Regions from separate parts of the Mus musculus genome. Here regions 1, 2, 4 and 5 are each linked to region 3. Evidence: chromatin contacts called from public promoter capture Hi-C data. All regions are on one chromosome and are shown on one strand. The core of a region is the stretch at or near the end of the contact, and the rest is flanking DNA. Distances in the headings are between cores, read along the strand shown.

What was found. Promoter capture Hi-C pulls out the DNA fragments that hold promoters and counts their contacts. Capture Hi-C pulls out chosen DNA fragments and counts their contacts.
Region 1: a promoter capture Hi-C map of erythroid cells shows a contact between it and region 3, with 4 times the contacts expected there. The contact joins the promoter of Csk here to the promoter of Adpgk in region 3. A contact is called at or near these places in 1 of 39 promoter capture datasets (erythroid cells) and 1 of 115 datasets of contacts at active chromatin or transcription factors (pancreatic cancer cells).
Region 2: a contact with region 3 is called in a promoter capture Hi-C map of erythroid cells, with 16 times the contacts expected there. The contact joins the promoter of Ppcdc here to the promoter of Adpgk in region 3. A contact is called at or near these places in 1 of 39 promoter capture datasets (erythroid cells) and 1 of 9 other capture datasets (adipose tissue).
Region 4: a contact with region 3 is called in a promoter capture Hi-C map of erythroid cells, with 26 times the contacts expected there. The contact joins the promoter of Ulk3 here to the promoter of Adpgk in region 3. A contact is called at or near these places in 1 of 39 promoter capture datasets (erythroid cells) and 1 of 9 other capture datasets (liver).
Region 5: a promoter capture Hi-C map of liver shows a contact between it and region 3, with 2.0 times the contacts expected there. The contact joins the promoter of Ubl7 here to the promoter of Adpgk in region 3. A contact is called at or near these places in 1 of 39 promoter capture datasets (erythroid cells), 1 of 115 datasets of contacts at active chromatin or transcription factors (astrocytes) and 1 of 9 other capture datasets (liver).

The regions. Positions count from the first base shown.
Region 1 is chr9:57,643,868-57,647,155 of GRCm38.p6, forward strand. Csk (c-src tyrosine kinase) reads right to left here and starts at 1,786. Exons shown (of 13, transcript NM_007783.3): 1 at 1,128-1,786.
Region 2 is chr9:57,438,495-57,441,502 of GRCm38.p6, forward strand. Ppcdc (phosphopantothenoylcysteine decarboxylase) reads right to left here and starts at 1,620. Exons shown (of 7, transcript NM_176831.5): 1 at 1,576-1,620. Scamp5 (secretory carrier membrane protein 5) reads right to left here. Exons shown (of 7, transcript NM_020270.3): 7 at 2,833-3,008.
Region 3 is chr9:59,289,827-59,293,116 of GRCm38.p6, forward strand. It overlaps Adpgk (ADP-dependent glucokinase), which reads left to right and starts at 1,746. Exons shown (of 7, transcript NM_028121.2): 1 at 1,746-2,040. The coding sequence starts at 1,808.
Region 4 is chr9:57,588,186-57,591,161 of GRCm38.p6, forward strand. Ulk3 (unc-51-like kinase 3) reads left to right here and starts at 1,267. Exons shown (of 16, transcript NM_027895.1): 1 at 1,267-1,501; 2 at 2,139-2,279; 3 at 2,476-2,596. The coding sequence starts at 1,400. It overlaps Scamp2 (secretory carrier membrane protein 2), which reads left to right. Exons shown (of 9, transcript NM_022813.3): 9 at 1-613.
Region 5 is chr9:57,909,620-57,912,663 of GRCm38.p6, forward strand. Ubl7 (ubiquitin-like 7 (bone marrow stromal cell-derived)) reads left to right here and starts at 1,367. Exons shown (of 11, transcript NM_001122873.1): 1 at 1,367-1,440; 2 at 3,019-3,044.

The DNA of each region.
Region 1 (3,288 bases), core at 536-3,035, 1.6 Mb before region 3:
ACACCTAACCACACCACACCACACAGATGGCCCACACGATTAGGACCCAGTCCCACGCACTGAGAGGAAGTCTTATAAGCAATGCATACGATATCTCGGCCTGTAAGAAGACAGCACTGAGGCCGGAAGCCCTTTCCCTCTTCTCTAGCCCTCTGCAAGGGAACACGTGCTCGCTCACCCCACAAGGTCCCTCTTGGGTCAGGCTGGAGACTGCCAGTGTCCCTGGTAGTTACAGAGTGGGTCTGGTTCCCCTCCACCTCCAGCCATCCATCATTGCAGAAGTGGGAATGAGAGACAGCTAGCCTCCCTCCATCAGGAGCCTGGAATATGACCTGCCCCTTGGGCCTCAGTTCCCTGCTATACAAAATGATCAAAAAAAAAAAAAAAAAACTCCTACTTAAGCTCCAAAGATCCAGTGACTGGACACACCCCTTCCAAATAACTGGTCTGGGTCCTGAGAAGCCTGGGAAAATAGACTGATGAGGATGCTGGGGGTGGGGGTGGGGGGAACGGGGTACAGTACCAATGCCCAGTGTCACCTCTACGCAGACTGGAAGCCCTGCCCAGTTTCTCCACCCAAGGGTCAGAGGTCCCTTGCTTTAAGCCTGATCCTCTGGCAGGTCAAGGGTGACAGGCTTAGTTCAAGGACCCGGCCTTCTATCAGGCACAAAGGGAGGTGGCATGGCCCTGGGCTGCTTGGAGCCAATAGAACCTCTGTGCAACGACTGAAGTAGAGTTCAGAACCAGACAAGCCAGGATACCTTCAGGGAAGCCCTGAACGGGAAAGGGCAAACGCCCGGGAGTCCGGCCCATACCACTTCTCTTCCTCCGGGGTCCAGCCACTTCCCACTCTGCTCTCCTCACGGGAGTTGGGGGGTGGGAAGGTAGGACTCTGCAGACCTAAGCCAATTCTCTCGTGGTGCTGGGTAGTACTACCTCCCTTGTGGCTCATTCCCAGTAGTGTTCTGACAGTGATTCCCGGGAGAATTCGAACCCGTTTGGGAGGTGGGGGGTTGGGGGGATGGGTGTGGGCGCGGCGGTGGTGGCTACAGAGGCGGGACGAGCGACCTCCTCCCTTCTAGGGGGCATTAGGACACCCACCTCCTTTGGGGCTGCCCAGCACTCACCTCTCTGGGGGCACTGCGGTCCAGGCCTCCTCACCGAGGGCGGCATCAGTGGCCTGCAGGACAGTCCATGCGGCCAAGGGGGAGGGGAGGGGCACAGGGGTCCCCAGGGGGTGCGGTACAAAGAGGTGTATGGATGCGAAAAGAGAGGGAAGGGGAGCCAGACAGGCAGGGGGACTGCCGCGCAGCCCCAGGCGGGGAGGGAAGAAAGGCGGGGGAAGGGGGCGGGAGGGAGTCCGGGGGGGAGGAAACAATGTAGCCGGCGCGGCCCCGGCAGAGTTCCGCTTCCGAACGCGGCCACGGAGGTTCGGTTTGGGGACGTCGCGCCGCCGCCGGGGGGCCGCCCCGGGCGTTCGATCGCCGCTCGCAGGGCTTGCCTAAGCCCCACACCCCGGAGGCTGGGCGGCCAGAGGCTGGCCAGGCGGGAGGGACGGCTGGCCCGGGGACGGCCCCGACGGCGGCGCGGCCCGGGTTGGCCCTGCTCGGACCCCACCCCGGTGGGATTCCCCGGGGCAGGGCGCAGGGTGGCGCGGAAGCGCAAGGAAGGCAGCAGGCTCAGCGGCGGCGGCCAACCTCAGCTCGCCCGGGCTCCGATGGGAGGAAGCTCGCAGGCCTGGTGAGAGGAAGCGCGGCCCGGATCCTCCGCCCGCTGCGGCGCGCCTGCGCGAGGGGGCCTGCCGGGCGAGCAGCGGGGCGTGGGTCGGCGCCCTCTGCTGGACCTTGGAGGAAATGCGGGGGGTGTGTCCGCGTCTACGCCCTGCCCCCACTTGCTGGCCTTCGCGAAGGCTCCCGAAGGTCCTTTCAGAGGGCCACCAGCATGCTAGAGCCAACCTCTCAGCTTCCTCTAGGCGAAGCTTCCTTGCTAGAGTGGAGGTTAGGCCTAGACTCTTCTGGGACAGTAAGCATGCATTTACACGGCCCCTGCTCTGTAGTCTACCACCGTCTCTGCTTCCTCCTCCTCCTTCTCCTCCTCTTCCCCCCCCCCCCCCCCCCAGCGAAGTTTTCTTTCTATAGTGGAGGCTAGGCCTAGACTCTTCTGGGACAGTAAGCATGCATTTACACAGCCCCTGCTCTGTAGTCTACCACCGTCCTTCTCCTTCCTTCTCCTCCACCTCCTTTCTCCTCTCTCCTCCTCCTCTTCTTCCTTCTCTTCCTCTTCTTCCTTCTCCTCCTTTGTAGTTTTTTTGTTATCTTTTGTTTTTCTGAGACAGGGTCTCACTATGTAGCTCTGGAACTTGCTCTGTAGACCAGGCTGGCCTCGAACTCATAAAGATCTGCCTGCTTCTTCCTCCCAAGTGCTAGAATTAAAGAGTGCATTTCCGGGCGGTGGTGGCCCACGCCTTTAATCCCAGCACTCAGGAGGCAGAGGCAGGTGGATTTCTGAATTTGAGGCCAGCCTGGTCTACAAAGTGAGTTCCAGGACAGCCAGGGCTACACAGAGAAACCCTGTCTCGAAAAACAAAACAAAACATAAAACAAACAAACAAAAAGAGTGTGCATCACCACTACCCGGCCGGAGTCCACTTCTTAAAACCTCTATATCTGCCAAATTCTCATGAGGGGTTGTTGCAAAAATATTGTCACAAAGAACAAATTGATAAACAATGAAAAAAAAAAAAAAGGTACAAGGTCCACAAGAAACAGGAAAGAAGGGAACATGGGTTGATTTTCTAGATCTGGGAACACAGCAGGGAGACCTGACTTACTTCGTGTGTAGGGGAAAGCAGAAAGAGATGCGGTCAGTCCTGCAAGCTACAGGGCCAAAGAACCACAGAGCTTCTTGGAACTCTTCCGGGCTTTATTTTCAGCTGAGATGCAATAGGGAAGTTGTCACTGGCTGTGTAACAACGTCGGACCAGTTAGCTAATCTCTGTCTGTCCTTTTCCACTGTGGTTTGGTAAAGTGAGCAAGAGCGGTACCACCAACTTTGTAAGGTTTTGTGGAGAGGAAATGAGTTAATAGGTTTGAAGTGCTCGGTGCGCAAGTGGCACGTGGTGAGTCCTCAATTAAACACGGGCTGTTATTATGCACCATTGTTAATGAGGAGTCCGGGATCCTCCCGGAGCAATTTGCTCTCAGCTACAGGAGCAAGCAGTGCTCCTGTATGGGAGGGCCACAGAATGGAAGCACAGTGGCTAGAGAGAAGCCAGAAAGTCCGTTGGAG
Region 2 (3,008 bases), core at 370-2,869, 1.9 Mb before region 3:
CCACTACTGACCCTCCCAAGAAAAAAACAAAAAACAAGCTTATTTTATCACATGGTGCAATGTTCCCTTTCAACCTCCAGAGTCGAGCTTGAGTCACTCTTGGCCATCCTTGGACTTCAGATTAATTTTTCTTCCCACCCTCATAGACTGAGGTACACATACAAGGGATACACTTGATGCGCTGGCTACCTAGACCAGTCTTATATTCTAAGCTGCATATGCAGGGAACAATTTTTTTTCATATTTTTACTTGACCTTTATTATAACCACAGAACTTACACTTAGTCTTATGTATATTTCAAGAAAAAGTAGGGTTTGGTGGCACATGCCTTTAATCCCAGCACTTGGAATGCAGAAACAAACAGATTTCTAGGAGTTGAGATTCGAACATACTAAGTCCTGTAGCTAGGGCTACACAGTGAGACCCTGAGAGGGAGAGGGAGGGAGGAGAGGGAGGGAAAGAGAAAAAAACGAGGGGGAGAATGGAGGGGAAGGGAGAGAGAAATTTAAGAGAGACACAGAGAGAACACATACACAGCAGAGAAAGAGGCCTCTGTGTGAGACTATAATTCTCTCAGTTTAATCAAGGACAAAGTATAAAATTTCCATGTATACCTACCAGTAATAGAATGGGCAAGAATGTAGCCAAGAAAATGTGACCACAGGATACGGGCAAGACTGTAGCCAAGAAAGTGTGACCACACTGCACCTAAGGAATGCTGGTTGCAGCCAAAATGTTTGGCTTTCCAATGGATGTCTCAAACCGGAAGTAGGCATGTTTGCCTCTAAAGTTACTGCAGTTTCATCTGTACACCTCTTGAGGACACGTGTCAGGAAGATACATCACAGCCTTGCTGGTTCCCAGCTGCTAGAAAGAAGCAGAAGACCCCAGCTCCCAAACACGCATCACTTCCTGCAGCTGGGAATCTCTCCTGCCCACTATCTAGTTCTGGCTTCCAATATTCCAAACGTCGGTGACGGTGACATTTTTTTTTCTGACAAAAACTGCTCTAACTCTAATTTGAAATGCCACTCGGCAAGTTTAGGGTTTAAGCATCTAAATACTGCCAGCGTTCTCCTTTCTCTCGTTTATGATTATAAAATACAATTTGAGGCACGTTGGCTCAGCAAGGTAGCTTGCAGACAAGTCTGAGGCCCTGAATGAGGGCGGGACTTACAGGGTAGAACTGAGTCCTGCAGGTCGTCCTATGACCTCAACACGCACGCTGTGACAGCCACCCCTCTTACAAAATAAACGTAATTTAAAAAAAAAAAAAAAAGTTTGTATTTCGGGGCGGTCCTAAATCTTTGGGAGGGGGGCACCTTATGCTGCAGTTTTTCAAAGGTAAGCGTCAAGTGTGGGTGTCTTTTAAACTAAGGATAGAGCATGATATCTGCGGGCACCGGTGCAGCTGCATAGCCCCCAATTCTGAGACTGGAGTCACACCTATAGCCCCACATCTGACACATTACACATGGACCTTCACGCGGACCCACAGCGACCAGAGGAGCTTCTCCCACCGCCCCACCCGGCGGCACCACCGACACAGCTTTCCCGCCCCTTCCACTGCTCACCAGCTCCAGGATACCCGCAAGTATCGCGGTATCTAGGCGCCTTTCCGGCTCTAAATGACTCCAGAGAAAGCGAGTGATCGCATGGCCTTCTGGGAGTCGTGGTCTATTTCTGTGGCTTCTGGGAGTTGTAGTCATTGGGGCTCCCTGTGCAAGGCTAAAGCCACATTAGGCAGGGGAGCCGCGACATTGAAAGGCTCACTTTGAGCAATCTTTTTCTTTTTTTCTTTTTTTTCTTTCTTTCTTTCTCTCTCTCTCCCTCTTTCTCTTTCTTTCCTTCTTTCTTTTTCTTTTTCTTTCCTTCCTTTTCTTTCTTTTTCTTTTCTTTCTCTCTTTCTTTCTTTCTTTCTTTCCTTTCTCTCTCTCTTTCAATAACTGGCATGTCTGAAACTTAGAACTCTGCCAGCTTCTGCCTCATAAGTGCTGGGATCAAAGGGGTGTGCTACCGTGCCCATTGCTACTTGAGAGGAATCTTGAGAGATGACCATCACAGAGGATCTAGACAACATTCTTAGAGAGCACATCTTTGGCAAAGCCTAGGCACATTCGAATCGTTGTAGTCATTACCCTGCAGCAATCAGAAATTTCAAGAACTTACATGTTCATTGAGCCCACTCAATCAGCTTCAAGAGACCCACCATGGGAGCTAAGGAAGGCCAGTCTTCTAGTCCTAACACTAAGGGCTATGGTGGTTTGAATATGCTTAGCCCAGGGAATTAGGAACAATTAGGAAGTATGGCCTTGTTGGAGTGGGTGTGGCCTTGTTGGAGGAAGTGTGTCACTGTGGGGGTGGGCAAATATATCTTCCTAGCCACCTGAGGCCAGTCTTCTCTTGACTGCCTTTGGAATAAGTTATAGAACTCTCAGCTTCTGTAGCACCATGACTGCTTGGATGCTGCCATACTTCCCGCCTTGACAATACTGGACTGAGCCTCTGAACTTGCAAGCCAGTCTCAGTTAAATGTTATCCTTTTATAACAGTTGCCTTGGTCGTGGTGTCTCTTCACAGCAATGGAAACCCTAAGTCACAGACACAGTCAGGCCATGCGCCTCACTCAGTGTTACAGGCCACTCCTATTTCCTAACTGGTAGTTGTGGCAACTACTTCATGGCCTACTCAGGGCTGCTTCAGAGGAAGGATCACAAAATACATGGTTTTTGGCATCACAGATCCACTCAACTCAATTCCACAACCCTGCTTCACATCCCACATCAAGGCTTCATTGAGACCCACATGGAGACAAGTAACACAGAGGGACATACAGGGTCAAATGATCCCTTTATTATATTCATCCAGTTACACAGATAGACACTGGCTCGGGCAGGTCAACTGCCAATGAGGGGATAGTTTGTGTCTCTCAGAAACAAGGGGCAGTGGGCACCAGGAGAATGCAAAAGCAGGTCACTGGCTGGCGACAGACAGGAGGACTCCCAGC
Region 3 (3,290 bases), core at 496-2,995:
AACTTAGATTTAACTTGCTCCAGCTCTTGCTAGTTAGCCTCTAAGACTAAACAACAAAAGGTTTTGCAAGCCTGGAAAGACTCAGCAACAGCTTTGCAAGGGATCTCCACACTGATGGGGAGTCGTCCCCTCATCTTCCCAGATGAGTGTGTTCTTATAGTTCAGCTGCCTCCGCTCCTCCCAAAACTGATCTTGGGAATTTATATTTAATGGGCTTTAGCCAACCTTCAAACACATGTGACTTTGCCAGTCCACCTCCCAAATCAATTAATCACAGACACCTGGTACTGGTTCTCAGTAAACAGAGGCAAAAAATGCTTCTGTTTACAGACACTCTGTAAAGTGTCTGTCTAGAAGGTATAAGACCTTCCCTTCCTCCCTGAGCACCAGACACAGAGATACACATTTGTAATTCCAGGAGCTAGAGGGAAGAGGATCAGAAGTTCAAAGTTGGGGCTGGAGAGATAGCTCAGCGGTTAAGAACGCTGACTGCTCCGGGGGTCTGAGCGAGAAGAAAAAAGTGTCTGGGGACAGCTACAGTGTACTTACATATAATAAATTAATAAATCTTTTTAAAAAAAGTTCAAAGTCACCCTTGACAACGCAGTGAACTTGAGGCTAGTCTGGGCTAGTAACCAGTCTCTGGCCAGTTAACAGCTGAGAGCCATAACAGAAACACTTTGGATACTGGGGGTGGGGGTGGGAGATAACGTCCAAGATCAAAGCCAGGGAAACACATTTCTATTAACAAGTTCAAAAATTATAGACAGAGTAGAAAATTGGTCAGGAGCTAGCAGAACTAGCAAAATAGAAATAGGCCAGGCTAGATGAGGCTGAGAATGAACTGGACATCAAGCCTAGCTTTCCTGCCTCTTAACCTACCCTCTCACATAGAACCGTCACATCAAAGGAGGAAGGGCTGGATTTCTGTAGTATCACCCGGAACAACTAAACCAGGATTTAAAAACTCGAGTCTATAGTCCTTCCATACTGTACACATGATTGTATCCCTTTGCGGCTTACTCTGGGGTTGTTCAAAGGAACACCACCTCCGAAAGGGTTATCTAAGGGGTCTGAGTGTTAAATCTGATCTCTAGATTGAACAAGATCGCTTCAGTCTTAGCGGAAGCCTTTGACTAGCTGAAAATCTCAAGAGGTGGACTCCCCGTGCCCAGCACCACTAGGGTCTGAGCAGATTCCTCTCGCGGGAAGCCCTTCCCATCGTCGTGCACCCTCCGCCTCGCCACTGCACCAGACTTAGAAAGGAACCGGCCTAGTAAAACCATGGAGGTCAAACACTGGCGGAGGGACGGATTAAGAGACAACAGCGTGGCTCGTTGTCAATGGGAGACCGACTACTCTAATCGCGAGGTTTGCTGCTTCTTCGTTATCTGCATGTCTTATCTTACTAGGGAAGTAAAAGTATTCTCTCGCCCCCACCCCGGACACACACACACTCTATCTCAGGCTATCAGTGAATATCGGGAAGACGTGTACGGATTGGGAACCACACTACTGCCTTTGTTCATCCAAGGACAGAATCGCACAACAGCGTCGCCCAGCGCCAGCGCCAAGACTTAAACAGAGCGAACCCCCAACGCCAGCCCTGTCGTCGTCCCGCCTCCAGCCCACCCATAGCTCCACCCATAACTGGGGCTGCAGTTCCGTCGTAGCTCCGCCCATCGGGAGGAAGAGCCTGTGGCGCGCGGGTGTGACGTTACGCACGTCTACGTCAGCACGCGCCCAGCTGGGAGGAGGCGCGAGCCGAGAAAGGATCCTGTAGCCACCGGTGCGGCGGTGTGTGCACATGGCGCTGTGGCGCGGCTCTGCGTGCGCCGGCTTCCTGGCGCTGGCCGTGGGCTGCGTGTTCCTGCTGGAGCCGGAGCTGCCGGGCACGGCGCTGCGCTCGCTCTGGAGCTCCCTGAGGCTGGGACCCGCGCCAGTGCCCGTGGGACCTCTGTCCCCGGAGAGCCGGCTGGCAGCCGCTTGGGACGCCCTCATCGCGCAGCCCGCCCGGCGCTGGCGCCGCGTGGCTGTGGGGTGAGTGCCTGCGGGGCCTGCCTGCGGCTCTGGGCCTCCCCGGGAAGTGCGCGCGCTCCGGGGTCCGCCCGGGACTCGGTGGTGTCTGGGTTGCCCTCTGGGCGAAAGTGTCGGACGCGTGAGACGAGCCTTTTTCCGTCATCGCTGCAGGGATAGTCAGCATATTTCCACCCGGTTGGCCCTGCTCCCTGTAAAAGCAGCTCTCATAGCTTCTTAGAAATTCAACTCAGCCTGTCACTTGTAATTTTTGAGGTTACTCTGTTGTCTGTCTTCCAGCCCTTTTTTGCCGACTGTTCTCAGGTGGCCACGATGGTTTTCCTATTTTTTTAGCACTCTTCCTAACGTACTTAAAGCTAAATGCTTCTGTCTCTAGCTGTTGACTTTACGTCATCCGGTCTGAAGACCACTCTACTAAGACTGCTCATTTTCATATTCAACATTTTTTGTTAAGGATTCCTTACCAGAACTCTGCGCCTTTCGCGTTTAGCACGCCCTTCTCGAAACTACCTTCTTCCCCATACTAAGTGATAGTTCATATTTTTAAGGTTCTCTCAAATCACAGTATCTCCTTTCTTTGTGAAACTCACAGAAATGTATCCAATTTTTTTTACACTAACCTTAGTCCCTCTTCCAGTTAGGCTTGGCTTTCTTGTCTTGTCAAGGGCACTATGCATCAGCGAGTTTTTTAGTATGTTTTTCTTTAGGTTAGAGTTGGTTTTTTTTTTTTTTTTTTAAATGTTGCTTCTGTTGTTCCTTTTTGAACTACAGCCTCCTTGGCTGGTCTGGAACGTAAGTAGATCATTAGAACATAGATCATTATCTGATCTGTTTGCTTCCTTTTTCTTTCTTTCTCTTGTCTTTTTAGTTTAGTTTTATTTTTAAATTATTCTTCTTTAAGACAGGGCTTCTCTGTGTAGTCCAGGCTCTCCTGGAACTCACTCTGTAGACCAGGCTGACCTCGAACTCTAAGGACCAGCTGCTTCTGCCTCCCTGGTGCTGGGCTTAAAGACCTGGCTTTATCAGGTTCTTGATCATCTTTCTTGGAGCTATGTCAGGTGTGTGCTGGGCTCTGAGGGCATATGTATGGAAGAAGTCAGGTCTGTGCTGCATTTTTTTGGAAGCAGCTTGAGCAGCTACAACAGAATAACTCACACTAGTTGCTTAGAACAACATAAACTTTCTGTGACTGGAGACCGATAGTTCCAGATCAAGGTGCCAGGGTGATTTCTAAGGAAGCTGATGCTGGGGGT
Region 4 (2,976 bases), core at 17-2,516, 1.7 Mb before region 3:
TCAGACTTCTGAATGTACAGTAAGTGGGGTTGGTTGAGACTTGGGGGATGAGGAGGGGACGAAGACAAGTAAGTCAAGTCCTGCCCAGCCTCTACCAGTCTTGTGAGAGGGTAGATGTCTGCTTGTTTTGGCTTCTCTCCTCCCAAGGGACTCTGCCCCTCTGCCTTAGCTTGGCCCCTGCCTATCTTCAGCAATACTCACCTCTTAAAACGCTTAGGGTCTTTTGGAAGAAATCAGTCCTGAACTATGTCCTGCAGGCAGGACTGCCGAGCCTTCTTTCTGAGGGTTCTTCCCACAATGGAGTCTAGGTCCCTTTCTACTTGTCCTGGGGGCTCCACGGGTGTGTCACTGCAGTGGCACCTAAGAAGCCGCTGTGGAAACCTGGACCCTGTGTTTTGTCAGTACTGCGAGAGCTCACCAAGCTGGCCAGTCTCCTGCCCCTGGGAACTGGGGCCCTCCTGAGACTACCCTCATGCTGTCAGCCCTAGAGCCACCAAGTGGTAATGTCAGCCACCGGGGTTTTGTAAACTTCCTGGTATTATTTTCCTCCATGTACAGATGTATATGTCATGTCTCAATTTTTGTGCTTAAATAAAAAGATTTTCGGACAGCACTGGCCCTGATGTCAATGGTGGACTTGGGAGGGCTATAGCCTACTGAAGTACAGACTAAGGGCCTACTAAGATAGGTGAGGTGACAGTTAAGGTTGTTGGTGGCTGAGCTGTGCTGGACGACAGACCACTCAACTCTAGGGAAAGAGTTGAAAGGCAGAATCGAGGACCCTGGCAATGGCAACTTGGTCTCTTCCAAAGGCATTTAAATTGTTTTTCGCCAAGCATAGTGGCACATACCGTTAGTCCCAGCACTCCGAGGCCAGACTGCTCTACAAAGTAAGTTCCAGGAGAGCCAGGGCTACTCAGAGAAACCTTGTCTTCCAAAACCAAATAAACGAATGAATAAGGGCCAGAGCACGTGTGATGATCAGAGAAGAACTTGCTGGAGTCCGTTCTCCCTCGTCACCCTGTGGGGCCCTGGGATTTTCATATCCACTGCTTCTGGTCTTGAAGGGCAGGGAGTGAGCCAGGCTCTTCCTCCCGCCCCCTACGTAGGTGGTCTCTAGGATGCCATTCCCATGTGATCGTGTCCGCAGTCCTCGACACAACTCTACACCCACTAAAGCCTCAGTGTCTGAAACCTGCCTGGCAATCCTTGGCAGAGGGTGTCACCCAGCCCGCTGCCGGCGGGGAGGAGCCTCGGAGGGGAGGTGTCGAGCCGCGCTTCCGGCGGGCAGCGCCGGGGCCCTGCGGAGTCCCGCCTCGCCGCCCCTCGAGCGCCCCCAGCTTCTCTGCTGGCCGGAACCTGCACCCCGAACCAGGAAGCACCTGGCGGCGGGCGCGGGATGGCTGGGCCCAGCTGGGGTCTCCCTCGGCTGGACGGTTTCATCCTTACCGAGCGCCTGGGCAGTGGCACGTACGCCACGGTGTACAAGGCCTACGCCAAGGTGGGTGTGGGCGGGTCGTGCCGGAGGTGTCCCGGCGCCGGGCACCCGACTCCCGTGCCAGCCAACTCCCTGCAAGCCCGGCTGGGTCACGGGCCAAGCTGAGCAGGAAAGGCGACCGCCTTGAGAGCAGTAAGGCCACAGTGGCTGCCCAAGCTGGTAGAGGAGGCTGGAGCTAACCGCCCCTTTTAGGTTTTAAAAACAGCCACGCCAGTTTGGTCTGGAGGTGCGGGCGATGACCTAAGGGAATCTCTGTGTCAGTGGCTGAAGAACCGGCTCTGCACGGAAGTTGCCTTAGGGGCTGGGAGGAGTCTGGGGTCAGACTCCCAGGAGGCAGCACCAGTTAGAATGCAGAGTGGATAGCTCTTTAAATAGTGACATCCCCCGCCCCCTAACCCTCCCCGCCCCCCCTCTAGAAAGTGATGCGGTGGGTTAGAAGCACGGCGTTGGAGAACACTTGCTGGGGTGGGATTCCCGAATCCGGATGCCTCGTTGATTTGAGACGTGGAAGCTGGGAAACTTGGAGGTCCATGGAGAGTGGACAGACTCCAAACAGGGGAAAGTTTGCAGACTCAGAGCCCACTCCAGCCCATGGGGTCGGCCCCTTCAAAACAGACACCCCAAATTTTCTGTACCACAGAAGGATACTCGGGAAGTGGTAGCCATAAAATGCGTGGCCAAGAAGAGTCTCAACAAGGCGTCAGTGGAAAACCTCCTGACTGAGATTGAGATCCTCAAGGGCATTCGGCACCCCCATATCGTGCAGCTGAAAGACTTCCAGGTCTGAGCCCAGGAAGGGGTGCCTCCAAAGGCGGCTGGAGAAGGGACAGCGCCTAAAGCTGTCTCTCTCTCTCTCTCTCTCTCTCTCTCTCTCTCTCTCTCGCTCCCTTTTTTTGGGGGGGGTTCAAGACAGGGTTTCTCTGTATAGCCCTGGCTGTCCTGGAACTCACGCTCTCTCTCTTTACTTGCAACCACAGTGGGACAATGACAATATCTACCTCATCATGGAGTTCTGTGCAGGGGGTGACCTGTCTCGCTTCATTCATACCCGCAGGATCCTGCCTGAGAAGGTGGCCCGTGTTTTCATGCAGCAGTTGGGTAAAAAGCTTGTGACACACCCCGTGGCTTCTTCTCCCCTATCCCAATGCTTTGCAGTCTGCCATGTTGTGTCCCTAGCATCTGTAGGGAATTCAGGCTTCCACATGGAGAACATGATGTAAGAACCTTGTGGCATCTTCCAGGGCCCAGTAGGTGGAACCCAAGTGCTTTAGTGAGGGAGAATGCAACGTCCTTAAGGGCTGGGGCTTTTCTGGAGGCTCCTTGAAGGGAGGGTGGTTTTATGAAGGGTACAGAGAACAGGCACTTGGGAACTCTTAGAAGTAGCCAGAGTCTGTTGCTTCTATATATTCTGTAGCTCAGCCAGAACAGCGCTGCAGTAATAGAGCTGTACGGGGATAGGTGGAGGCCTGGGGAGGGGA
Region 5 (3,044 bases), core at 117-2,616, 1.4 Mb before region 3:
CTCTGTTAAGCTATTGTACTCAGTTACTACCCGAGTTCTGTCCTAGAGTGGACTGTACAAGAATACAACTTTTGTTTTGTTTTGTTTTTCGAGACAGGGTTTCTCTGTGTAGCCCTGGCTGTCCTGGAACTCACTATGTAGACCAGGCTGGCCTCAAACTCAGAAATCTGCCTGACTCTGCCTCCTGAGTGCTGGGCTTAAAGGCGTGCGCCACCACGCCCGGCAAGAATACAACTTTTACACTTGTGTACACAGTAGCTATTATGAACTTTTTTTAAAAAAAAGATTTATTTATGTATTTTATACACTGTCACTGTCTTCAGACACACCAGAAGAGGGCACCGGATCCCATTATAGATGGCTGTGAGTCACCACTTGGTTGCTGGAAATTGAACTCAGGACCTCTGGAAGAGCACTCAGTGCTCTTAACTGCTGAGCCTTCTCTCCAGCCTGAACTTTATCTTTTAAAATTACATTTTTTTATTAGTGTGTGTGTGTGGTCAGTTTTGGGGAGTCAGTTCAATCCTTTCACCATTTGTTCCCGGGGAGGTCCTCAGGTTTGAATGCAAGTGCTTTTACCTGCTGAGCCATCTCACCCGTCCCTCAGCTTCACAGTTTTAAAGTTGGTTGTTTTTGGTTATTGTTTTCCTTAATTGTGGAACTTTCTGAGAAAAATCACTTCTCTCTTGAGTTTAGCTAACTCTAACTTTTGTGTAAACTCAATCCAATTTGATTGTGCATTAGTTTCTCAGCCATCTAAAACAGGCAGTGTCTCCACGAAAGTTCAGTGGAAATTCCCCTCCCCAAACTGATTCTACGAATGACTGTGTTATAAACCCCATTGTTGCATGTTCGCGGTGGGCCAGAAACCCGACTTAATCACTCCCCTTACGGACTCAACTTTTAGCGCCCTGGTGCGCTGCCACAAGGCAGGTTTCCTGGGAGAAAGGAGCAAGAAGCACAAGAGGCTGGCTACGTGGGAGAACTGCGTCTTCATCGGAAGGGCCGCGGGGCGCCTGTCCACTTAGGAACCCGTCCCCCTCGGAGAAGGCTCGCCCTCCGGCCTAGGACTCCTCCAAACCCGGGACAACCAACAGGCTTCACATATATCCCTGGAGAGCGCGGGAATCATCGGGCTATTGGCTGCTTTCGAAAATTCCACACTGAGTCTCCCTACCTCAGGTGGTGGTACAATTGTGTCTGACAGAAAGCTACAACCTACTGGCTTCTAGGACCTCAAACTGCTCGTGCTCGCACTCACGCCTCCTAGGACCCGGAAGCATTGCCACTAGCTGCTGGACGGCCATTTATAAGGGGCTGGGTCTCAGTGAAAACTATAGTCCCCAGAATGCAGCGCGGAGCTTCCGGTTTCCGGCAAGAGGACCAGAGTGAGTGTTTACACCGGCGGCTCGCTGCGGCCGGGTTCCTTCCGCGGGACGGGTGAGGGCGCTGGGCCCCCTCCCTGGGCGCGCGGGGCTCTCGTGGGTCCGGAGTAGCTAACTGGTCCCACGAGAGAGGTGGGGTTGTCAACATTGTCCCTACTCACGACTAGGTATCTGTGACCTTGGGCCAAGAGACTTCAGCTTTCTGAGTCTTTATTCCTGATCTGTAAAATAAGGACAATGATGCCAGTTTCAGGAGACAGTTGTGAGGATTGAAATCGGTATACAAAAACCTCCTTTCTCGCTTTAAACCTAAAGGTGGATAGTACCTTGAAGTCCGCTGGGTCGCACCACAGTTTTTTCTTAGCCTTGTCTTTACTGCAAGAGACCTCTTTGGCAGAAATAGTGTCTGTAACAAGGACTGGTCTTGCGGTACAAGGCTCTTGCACCCTTTGAATTTTTAGATTTATTTTGTGGGCATTCATATATGTCAGGCTGGGGACTGTGTTAGAAAAGCTCTAGTCTTGGCTTTCAAGAATGGGGGGGGTTTCACAAATATGAGGGACGCAATGAGAAGTTGAGAAGTAAATAAGTTGTACAAGGGAAAAAGCAGCAAAGAGAAGGTAGCTTTCTAAGTCTGGCATCTGGTAATGAAGCTGGCTGACTTGTCCTCAAATCTATTGATTTGTGTTGCTCTTTTGCCTTGAGGGAACAGGGAATGTGTGACCAAGAAGAGAGCATGGAACCGATGTGTTTGTGTGGGTCTTGGTAGGAGTTTGCTAAGAGGCCAAAAAGGGAAGAGAACTTATATGCAAAGACAGGAGGTGAGCAGAGTTACATATAGGGGACAACTTTGTTATGAAGTATACTTACGTGTGTTGTTATAAAGGGGCAGGGCTGGGTCTATTGAAGAAAGCTGGTAGGCGTCAGAATAAATGGGTTTGTAATCTGGCTGTGGAGTTAACACCCACCTGTTCATAGAAGTGCTTTGGGATTAATGGGGGCCTTCTAAGCAGTTAAGTTTGTTAGATCTGTGTTTTAACAATAAGACATTGGGTGGTGCTATAGATCTCTGATAAGGGCAGGCAAGAGAGACAAGGGCCCTCCTTAAAGTGTTGTTATAGCTAAATCAAAAGCTGGAGAAGAAAACCAGAAATGAGTGTGTAGAAGGGAGAGGGTTGGGTGATCTTGCTTGAACCTCACAACATTCCTATCCAACTGATTGGCCTTTTGTGTTTACTTTTTTTTTTTTTTTCTTTTGTTTTTTTGAGACAGGGTTTCTCTGTGTAGCCCTGGCTGTCCTGGAACTCACTTTGTAGATCAGGCTGGCCTTGAACTCAGAAATCCTCCTGCCTCTGCCTCCCAAGTGCTGGGATTAAAGGCGTGTGCCACCAATGCCCGGCTTTTGTGTTTACTTTAAAGGTGAAGAAACTGAGGCATAAGAGAAATCCCTTGTAGTCCACCAGAGAAAGAATTAAGGGAGGGACACTAGGTTCTAGTTCTAGCCTCTTAGTGCTACACCTATGTTTCTCTAGCAGTAGTACACTGAAATGATCTTTCCTTTATTCTTGTTGCAGGGAGAGATGAGTAGGGAGGTGGGTTGACTTTTAACCGTTAATGCCTTATTGTTTTACAGGGAGAAAGAGAGAGCGCGAAAGAGAG